Linked DNA regions of Mus musculus: all the other regions are linked to region 1. A link is a contact called in public Hi-C and HiChIP or PLAC-seq data. All regions are on one chromosome and are shown on one strand. The core of a region is the stretch at or near the end of the contact, and the rest is flanking DNA. Distances in the headings are between cores, read along the strand shown. Region 1 has its middle 44 kb from the start of Frrs1. Region 2 has its middle 33 kb from the start of 1700061I17Rik. Region 3 has its middle 76 kb from the start of 1700061I17Rik.

Region 1 (2,700 bases), core at 126-2,625:
AGAACTGTCCTGTGTGTCTGGACAATTTCATCTAGCACAATATTTAAGATAAGCATCATATATTCTTATAATAATAAAAAAATACACATTTCACATGCAAAACTGTTATAGTTTAACATCGTCATCAAGTGGCAAAGACCTTACCAGCAACATGTACAAAGCGAGCACCTTTGGCTGGTATCATTTCACTCAGAAGTTTAGTGGGATAGATTGTTGAAGATGACAAAGAGGACTCTTAGGAGACAGATGCCATTGCCACAAACATGGAATTCAGAAGTAACTGTGGCTACTCGGGCCTCCCAGCTCCTGGGCCTTTCTAACTTACAGTAGTATCTGCCTCCCTTCCCATCACCCACTTACAAAGATGGATCAGTGCCGGGAACAGGACAAGGAGGAACCAGGAAGATGAAAGGAAAGAAAGCATGAATCTGGTTCTGGCTAGGATGAGAATGGAAAGGTTAGCACCCACAACGCTGTGGGCCTAGGAATGAGTATGGCCGGGGTTAGACAAGGAAGGAAGGACATGGGAGCTTTGAGAAGGCTGATCCAGTTCATAAAGAACATAAAAGAACCGTTTCTCCAGTTGCATTAATAATGGATTATCTTGAACAAGGCCCTTTGTTCCCCATTTCCCCCTGCTTCAGTAGAATACATAGATAAACAGAGTTAGAGCCAAGAGCCACACGGCCCCCACGGCTTCCCAGTTGGCATCTGCTGCGCTGTCCTTCCCACAGCCTCCTGGGCTGGTGCCGGATCCGGGAAGGATGAGTTATCATCTAACCTACAGCCCCAGATCCTCACACAAATTGAGTAGTACTAACAAGAGTGTGATTCACGTAGTCAATAAAGGTATAGGCCATCTGTGCCCTGGCTTGACCTCCGCAGACCAGAAGCTAACAAAACCAAAACAGACTCAGTTTCTGCATGCTAACTTAACCATGATTTTCCAGACTATTTCTTTTATCCTGTGAAAAATATATTAATCTCTATTCTGCAGAGTATCCCTTCTTTAAGAGAACATGATTTCACTGTTTTTGACAATATGCCTAGACACAGAAAAAAATCATTTAGTTTAACAATTGCTGTTTTTAAAAAAGTATATGAATACTTTTTTCAAAAAAAAAAAAAAACCTAGGTTGTTTATTACAAAAATGAGAAACACACGGAGCAGACGAGCCGTGACGTGTTCGTTCCTAAGGGAAACGGGCATGCTAAGATTAAGTGGCACGGGTTTCCTTGCACACTTTGATGGAGGAGTAAACCCGAGCAAATACCACTCCGTAAAAAAGATGCTGTGCAGGAACTCACAGCCGGTCAAAGCATCTGTGCAGTGATGAGTCACGAGTCCGGCATCTATATCACACCCTTTCCCAAAGCCCGGGGACCGCGTCAGAGGAGACGCAGAGCCTGTAAGAGCGCCAGAGGCTGGAAAGAAAGGCACAGGGTGGAAACTGTTTCGGGAGCTGGCAGGATCTCTTCACTGTGAGCTCACAGCCACTGTGGCTGCCTGCGTAACGCCTGGGCAAGGCCAAGCTAATCCACATTCTAGCGTGGAGTGGGAAGGGGTCTCTAACCCCACCCCTACCTGAGGACCTAAGGACAGTTGATGGCTTCTCATGGGAGTGAGTCCATTTTCTTTGGGAGGGTGTGGCTTGGAAAAAATTGACCTTGCTCCTTGGAGGACAGCCGGAAACCCAGAGAGTGTAGACAGCATAAATTGTTTTTAAAAAATAATGATAATATGGCATACAGTTTGGAATTAGGGAAGTTAGGGGAGGTGTGGGTGGAACTGAGGTGAATATGATCAAAATACATTATATGAAACTCTTTTTTCTCTTTATGGTTGTCTTTTTCCAAGACAGGGCTTCTGTGTGTAACAGCCCTGGCTGTCCTGAAACTCTCTTATAGACCAGATTGGCCTTGAACACACAGAGATCCTCCTGCCTCTGCCTCCCAAGATCTGGGATCCACACCCAGCTGTCCGTTATGTAAAATCCTTTTTCTTCAATTTAATTTATGTATTTACATCCCAAATGCTGCTCCCCCCCCCCAAGCCTCTCCTCACAGGGTTCCTCCTCTCATCCCATCTCCCCTTCACCTCTGAGAGGGTACACCTCCATCTTAAAGGACTAATAAAAAAAATTTTTCTTTTGAAAAATGCATTATATTGCCCTTGGCATCAGAAGTCCAGCAAGTTCACCTATCTGCAAACTGTACCTAAGCAAACCTTAACAAAAAAGGTGGAAACCCTTTCCTGAAAAGAACTTTTCCTTGTCTGTTATTGAACAGGACTGGTTAAGACATATGTTTTAGCCTTTAGTGGCTTACAATGGAAAACTGAAAGAAATTTTTTTCATATAGATTTAAATTGTTGCTGTGTCATTTCTCCAGTGTGAGGATGGAGGCATGGCTTCACACACTCTGCTCAAGCACGGTGCCACTGAGCCACATCTCCAGACCTTTTTCTTTTGAAATAAATTCATTCTCAAGGGATAGTATAAACCGTAATGTGCCATTCATTGACCATGAGCACAGGAAATTCCTACCTGAACCCTGTGCTATTTTTAGCTAAAATCTATGTAGAGAAAATCAGAACGTTTTCACTTTATTGGTTAGAAATAAAAGCATGGAGCTGGGGTCATTACTCAGAGATGAAGATGGGGTTCTGGGGCCAAGCAGAAATGATATCATCAGCTGAAA
Region 2 (2,700 bases), core at 123-2,622, 140 kb before region 1:
TGGAGTTTGGAAAAATCATCTCAGAACCACCAACATGCTGCACAAGTCTGAGCTTTTCTGCCACACCCAGTGGAGTGGCAGAAATGATTAAATAAAAATAACATTCCTTCAGTCTGAAAATTATCAGTCTCCTGCACACACCAGAAGTTTCCCATGAGACCGTCTTTACTTGCTCTCTACATGTGACAGGTCCAAGTGTAAGTTTTTCTTGACAAAGGTTTTTCAGGTGTCCTCTGACCCCAGATAGATGTGACATTAGCAAAACCAAAGGCATCTACAAGGGAAAGACTATGCCCCGGTGTGCTGTCACAAACAACTTTCCCTTCTCACTGTATGTATAGTCACCAAGTCTGAGCCACCCCATGGTGGCAGCTGGGAGGCTTTTCTATGTATTCCTCAGCAATGAGCTGAGGGGGAGCATCTTCCAATACCCACAAAATGAAATGTAAAATCCTTTCTTTTTTCACAGAAGAATTACTAGGAAATTGGAATACTTTAGTGAAATACTACCAAAAAAAAAAAAAATGGATTTCATTGAACCAGACAGCATAGACTGACTGTAATTACTGCTTCTAAATAACAATGGCCCTGTTTTCTCCCTCAACTGAGAGCCAATAACCTCAATGTTTTCACATCATTGGACATGTTTTGTCTTCCATCATCTACTTCGGACACAAGGTTGAAGATCTTCTTGTGAGTGTTCACCACAACTTCATTTCATCTCTTGCGAGTGGGTCATGACCTACCCCACCCCAGCACTATTCTTCCCTAAGGACCAATTCCAAGGAAGAGCTATCTTCTTGCATTTATCAGCCTTTTGTTCTGTTTTCCCCTCAATCACTAGGATACGATGAAGTCATCTGGTTAAACAGGTTTCTTTTTTTCACAATCAAGAAAAGCTAAGCCACCCCCTTCCATAATAACAGTCACTGTATGTGGCAGTTGCTAAGCAATCTATTATTCAATATGTGATTTATGAAACCGACCCTGAATGTAATAGATCATGGCCATGTTCTCGTGACATAGTCAGTGGTACAAATAAGTGTGAAGGCTGGGAAACCTAAAATACTTAACTTTGATAATATAGTTGCCACCAGGGAATTTACCATTTGAAATAGAGTTTACTCTAAGCACAGGGTAGTTAGCATAAAGTAGAATATTTTATGTGGTGGTTTTTGAAGTGCAAGCCTGCCTACTAATTGTTTATATCCAAACTGCTTTTTCCCTCTTTGGTCTCTGCCTTAATAATATCAGTTCAAACCATGCTGAAAGATTGGCAGATATACAGATAATTGGGCAGTCCCATAGCCTTTGAAGGTTATGATTCAGCCAGGTAGAACCCACCCTGTCTCAGATGCAGAGGCTGCAAGCTTTGGCATGTCATCCTGTGCATGTGTGCCAGCCTCTGCACAGTGTGTTTTGAAAGCACTTCCTCCAACCGCCCCTGAACTGGCAGAATGGGCCTCCTATGAATCAATTTTTCCATTCTCTTAGCCCTGCTTAAGCACTATATTCTGTTGTCTGTCAACATTCTATTCCAGCCCAGATCCTGTCATTGGCTTTCTGAGAAGTCTGGGAGGTGTCAGGCAAGAAGCCTGTCAGTAAGCATTTGGTCCTTTCCCCGAGTCTCTAGGAGCATCCCACCAACTTTGGTTAGAAATAGAGCGGAAGGCATATGATCGTGTGATTTGTTTAGACCAGTTCTTTTACTGAATGTATATTGGATACTTCACATATCCTGGGCACATGTAACATGTAGCCAGACGTTCTTATGGTTCTATTGAAGCTAGATGTTCATCCCTTCCTGGACATAGCACGGTCGATTCATTGATTCATTTCATGATATTTGATCCATTTGAACAAAGAAATATTTTTTCCAACATCTTCAAAACAGCAGCAGCAAAAGTAAAATGTATACTTTTTTCTTTTGTTTAATTCTGTGTAGAATATTTGGGATGCTACAGAGGTAGTATGACATCTCTCTTCAAGGTACTGAGTTATTGTAAGGATTCAAGAAAACTACCAGAGCCATGTGAGGAAAAAACAACAAGTTAGAAATTAGATATCATGGTAAATATCTCAGTAATGCAAGAGATGGAAGTTTCAAGAAAGAGACATGACTGAAATGGAGAGATTAAGAGAGTAAGTTCATGAAAGAGATTGACTTAAAAGGTGAATTTATAGTTCTTGGCTTTGGACAAAAATCCAGGAAACAGGACAGTCAAATGCATAACAATGAATTTTCATGTTTCCAAGGGACAGCTGAATCAGAATTATGTTTTGACAAAGATTATATTTACGATGGTATCGGTAAGAGTTCCGTGCGATACATGTTATCTGTGTGTCATGACATTACTATCAATGGCATCCAATCAGAGAAAGAGAACACTAACGCTGTCTGAGGGCACCAGCCTCACTGGCTCTGCAAGTGTCTGCGGGAGCCTGGTGGTGAAGGTTGTGGACTCCTGTGAGGTGTAAGGAGCAGCTCCATATTGTCTGAAGTAGCAGCAGAACTTAAACCCTGGCCTTGGGGAATAAGCTGTCAAGAAAATCTCTTAAATTACTTGAGGAAACACTCATTTATATTCCTGTATTGGGAACTTATCTCTCATTATGACAAAATATCTGATTGAAGCAACTTAAAGGAAGAAGAGTTTATTTTGGCTCCATTATAGTTGATCAGGATGGTGAAGTCAGGGT
Region 3 (2,700 bases), core at 99-2,598, 250 kb before region 1:
TATTGTGATAGAATTAATTAAAGTTTTAAGGCTTTAAATTACTCGCGGTTTCTGTGGCCAGGAGAATGGGACTTCTTAGTCTCCTATGTTTAGCTTAGGATTCCACTGCAAAGAGGAATTGACCTGTGACTTACAGACCTGAGCATGTAAATCGACACATGGTAACATTTTCCATTTTTCTTTGAGTTACAGGATTCTTCAATGCTTTGAAGCAAAACAGAGCAGAAAATCCCCTTATAGATTTCTCCATGTCCTGCTGCTTGTGTCTTTGCGTTGATGCCTTATACGAAGTTGTTATTCAAGGGTAACTTCCCATTTCAATTCTCTGGGACCCTTCGTGCAGAACAGTAACCAACTTATAGTTCAAGTCTATCTCATGTGATGGAGAAATGCTATGGCATGAAATGTAATATTTGCAACTGGCCATTATTCATTGTCAGACACCATTACAGAGAACCTGTCACATCTTGGCCCCTTGACTGAATGTTGGGGTACAGTGAGAAACAAACATATCTCTCCCATGGTGCTTACAGATTAATATTCCAATTCAGCTTTAGTTATATATATATGTTGTATAAGTATGTGATAAGATCATATGATGTTTCAAGTTATATCATTTTCTTACCCTCAGACTAAATGACTTTCCTTGTACAGCCACATTTAGACAAGATGTCTTTCTTTTCCCCTATATTCTATTACAGGAATACAATGTATATTATGTATATAATAACTATATATGTCACATGTAACTATATATAGTTAGCTATATATAGTTATATATGTCATATATAGTTATATATACATGTATAATGTATGTATATAGTTATATATATTTAATATATAGTTATGTATATCTAACTATATGTATGTATATATAGTTATATTCATACATATTCAAATAAAAACTACATTCTCCAAAGCTGCTCAATTCTAGTCTTACTTCAGCTACCAATTGGGCTTAGTTACCAAAATGCAAAACATCTCATACACCAGCTGTAATTAATTGGCATTGGGATTTGAGATCTTACAGATATTTCGGGTGAGGACATCAAGACTAGATATTTTTGGGAATGAAGTTAATCATAAAATCTATTAATAGTACCTTCCATAAGTTTAAGACAGGGGAGAATGTCAGCTATGCCCACTTATTTACACCTCCTGGAAACAAATGGAAATGTCAGAAGGAGGAATTACCCCAGAGTTACAAAACAAGCAAGGGCAAAGACATAGAGATGTATAAAAGCAAGAGGAAATAGGGAAACAGAATATAGGCTGGGAGAAGATATCAGGAAAAAAATGAGCAATAGAAATTTGGGTGGAGACTATGCAGTATCTTGAATGTCCAACATCCATGGCAGATGATTCATCTCTGGTCCTTTTCAGGGATCCTGACCACAATCAGCAACTCCACTCATGCTCCCTGCTGCTAATTCTTTTCTAAAAATAACTTTTTCTTCTAAACTTCTCACTAACTAAAGCATCTGTTCACACATAAGTCATCTCATTATCATTATCTCTAAGCTTAACATTTTTAAAATTCAACTCTAAATTTAATGGGCTTTTTCTTCAGTTACAGAGAAGAAAATAGTAAAATAATGAATAACACGGGGTCAGTCAAATATTTAGATCACTAACATAAATTCCAGCCAAACTACTTATAAGGACAAGGCTAAAATAGACACCATGTGTTTCTCTCACTCGGGGTGAAGGTGAATATGTTTAATTCACAACAGACAGGAAAATATTAGGTATGCCCACTTTGCAGAAATGTATTCTATGAAAAGTCAGTTGTCATTTTTTTTGTAACATTAATCCCCTAATATTCCCTAAATGGTTCTGCCCTCTAAATGGCTCCTTTTCTCTCAGCCAGCATGCATGTGTGTGGACACATGTGTGTGTGGACAGAGGGGAAGTGAGAATAGGGCAAAAGTGGAATGAAGCTATGATGCTATGATGCTTCCAGTGAGCAATGTACTGCAGGCTTGTGTCATTGTTGGCACAGTAAAATTACCTAATGTACTGAAATGACAAATCATTTCGTGCTTCAATTTTATGCAAACTGCCTGTGCTTTGAAAGACATACTCTGCAGGAAGGGGGCCTACATGGAGTACTTTAAATTGAATAGCAAATGAAAAGGGAAACTGGAGGGAAAAAAAAACTGTTTTGTCAAATATCTTCAAAATAGACCAGCCGAATGGAATGTTTATCTGTCTCTGCCACCTTGTGGCAAATACACATAATAGTTATTGCAAATCCAGTTTCAGGAAACTAAGCATTGCAGAATGACTGAGCATAAACACACTACAATGGGGAAATATAGATCACTTTTTATAGTTACTAACAAAATAATTGTAGTCACTGTGTGAACTTAGTGCAATGTCTGTGGCTTGGTTTAGGAGTGGTCGGAAAAGGGTGGTCATAAGCACACAATACTGAATGGCTCAGGCAGAAATGGGATAACTTTTGTTTTAGGCCTTTAAACCCGTGTAATGGTGATTATCTGTGTTTTACCCAGAGACTGTACAGGATTTTATGATATACGCCATTCAAACGGAATGACGACTATTTACCGAAGACAACTTGTATGTCAGATACTAGATTTGCTCTTGGGAAGAAACTAATAAGCAGAATCAACAAAGATGTTGCTTGCATGGAGTATATGATATCCATTTTGGGGTCCGCTGTGGTTCCATGTCCTC

What was found. Hi-C and Micro-C count contacts between places; a contact is called where the count stands out from the background. HiChIP or PLAC-seq counts read pairs in DNA pulled down with a chosen protein or histone mark.
Region 2: a contact with region 1 is called in an H3K27ac HiChIP or PLAC-seq map of heart atrium, with 6 times the contacts expected there. The contact joins two enhancer-like sites. A contact is called at or near these places in 13 of 484 Hi-C or Micro-C datasets (the AML12 cell line, the C2C12 cell line, the G1E-ER4 cell line and 8 more), 2 of 115 datasets of contacts at active chromatin or transcription factors (embryonic stem cells and heart atrium) and 3 of 9 other capture datasets (adipose tissue, embryonic stem cells and pancreatic islet).
Region 3: a Hi-C map of cortical neurons shows a contact between it and region 1, with 4 times the contacts expected there. The contact joins two enhancer-like sites. A contact is called at or near these places in 9 of 484 Hi-C or Micro-C datasets (Sertoli cells, cerebellar granule neurons, cerebellum and 6 more) and 1 of 115 datasets of contacts at active chromatin or transcription factors (neural progenitor cells).

Annotation. Positions count from the first base shown.
Region 1 is chr3:116,904,791-116,907,490 of GRCm38.p6, reverse strand. It overlaps a transcript of Frrs1 not described here. Among named protein-coding and RNA genes, the nearest start is that of Frrs1, 44 kb to the right of the region's middle. Within about 2 kb of position 1,375, at least 102 of the 459 cell types and tissues checked have an H3K27ac peak or open chromatin away from gene starts, as enhancers often do. A contact at or near this core is called in adipose tissue, cortical neurons, forebrain and 1 more, where this site is marked.
Region 2 is chr3:117,043,228-117,045,927 of GRCm38.p6, reverse strand. No RefSeq gene overlaps it. Among named protein-coding and RNA genes, the nearest start is that of 1700061I17Rik, 33 kb to the left of the region's middle. Within about 2 kb of position 1,372, at least 26 of the 459 cell types and tissues checked have an H3K27ac peak or open chromatin away from gene starts, as enhancers often do. A contact at or near this core is called in adipose tissue and heart atrium, where this site is marked.
Region 3 is chr3:117,152,644-117,155,343 of GRCm38.p6, reverse strand. No RefSeq gene overlaps it. Among named protein-coding and RNA genes, the nearest start is that of 1700061I17Rik, 76 kb to the right of the region's middle. Within about 2 kb of position 1,348, at least 28 of the 459 cell types and tissues checked have an H3K27ac peak or open chromatin away from gene starts, as enhancers often do. A contact at or near this core is called in cortical neurons and forebrain, where this site is marked.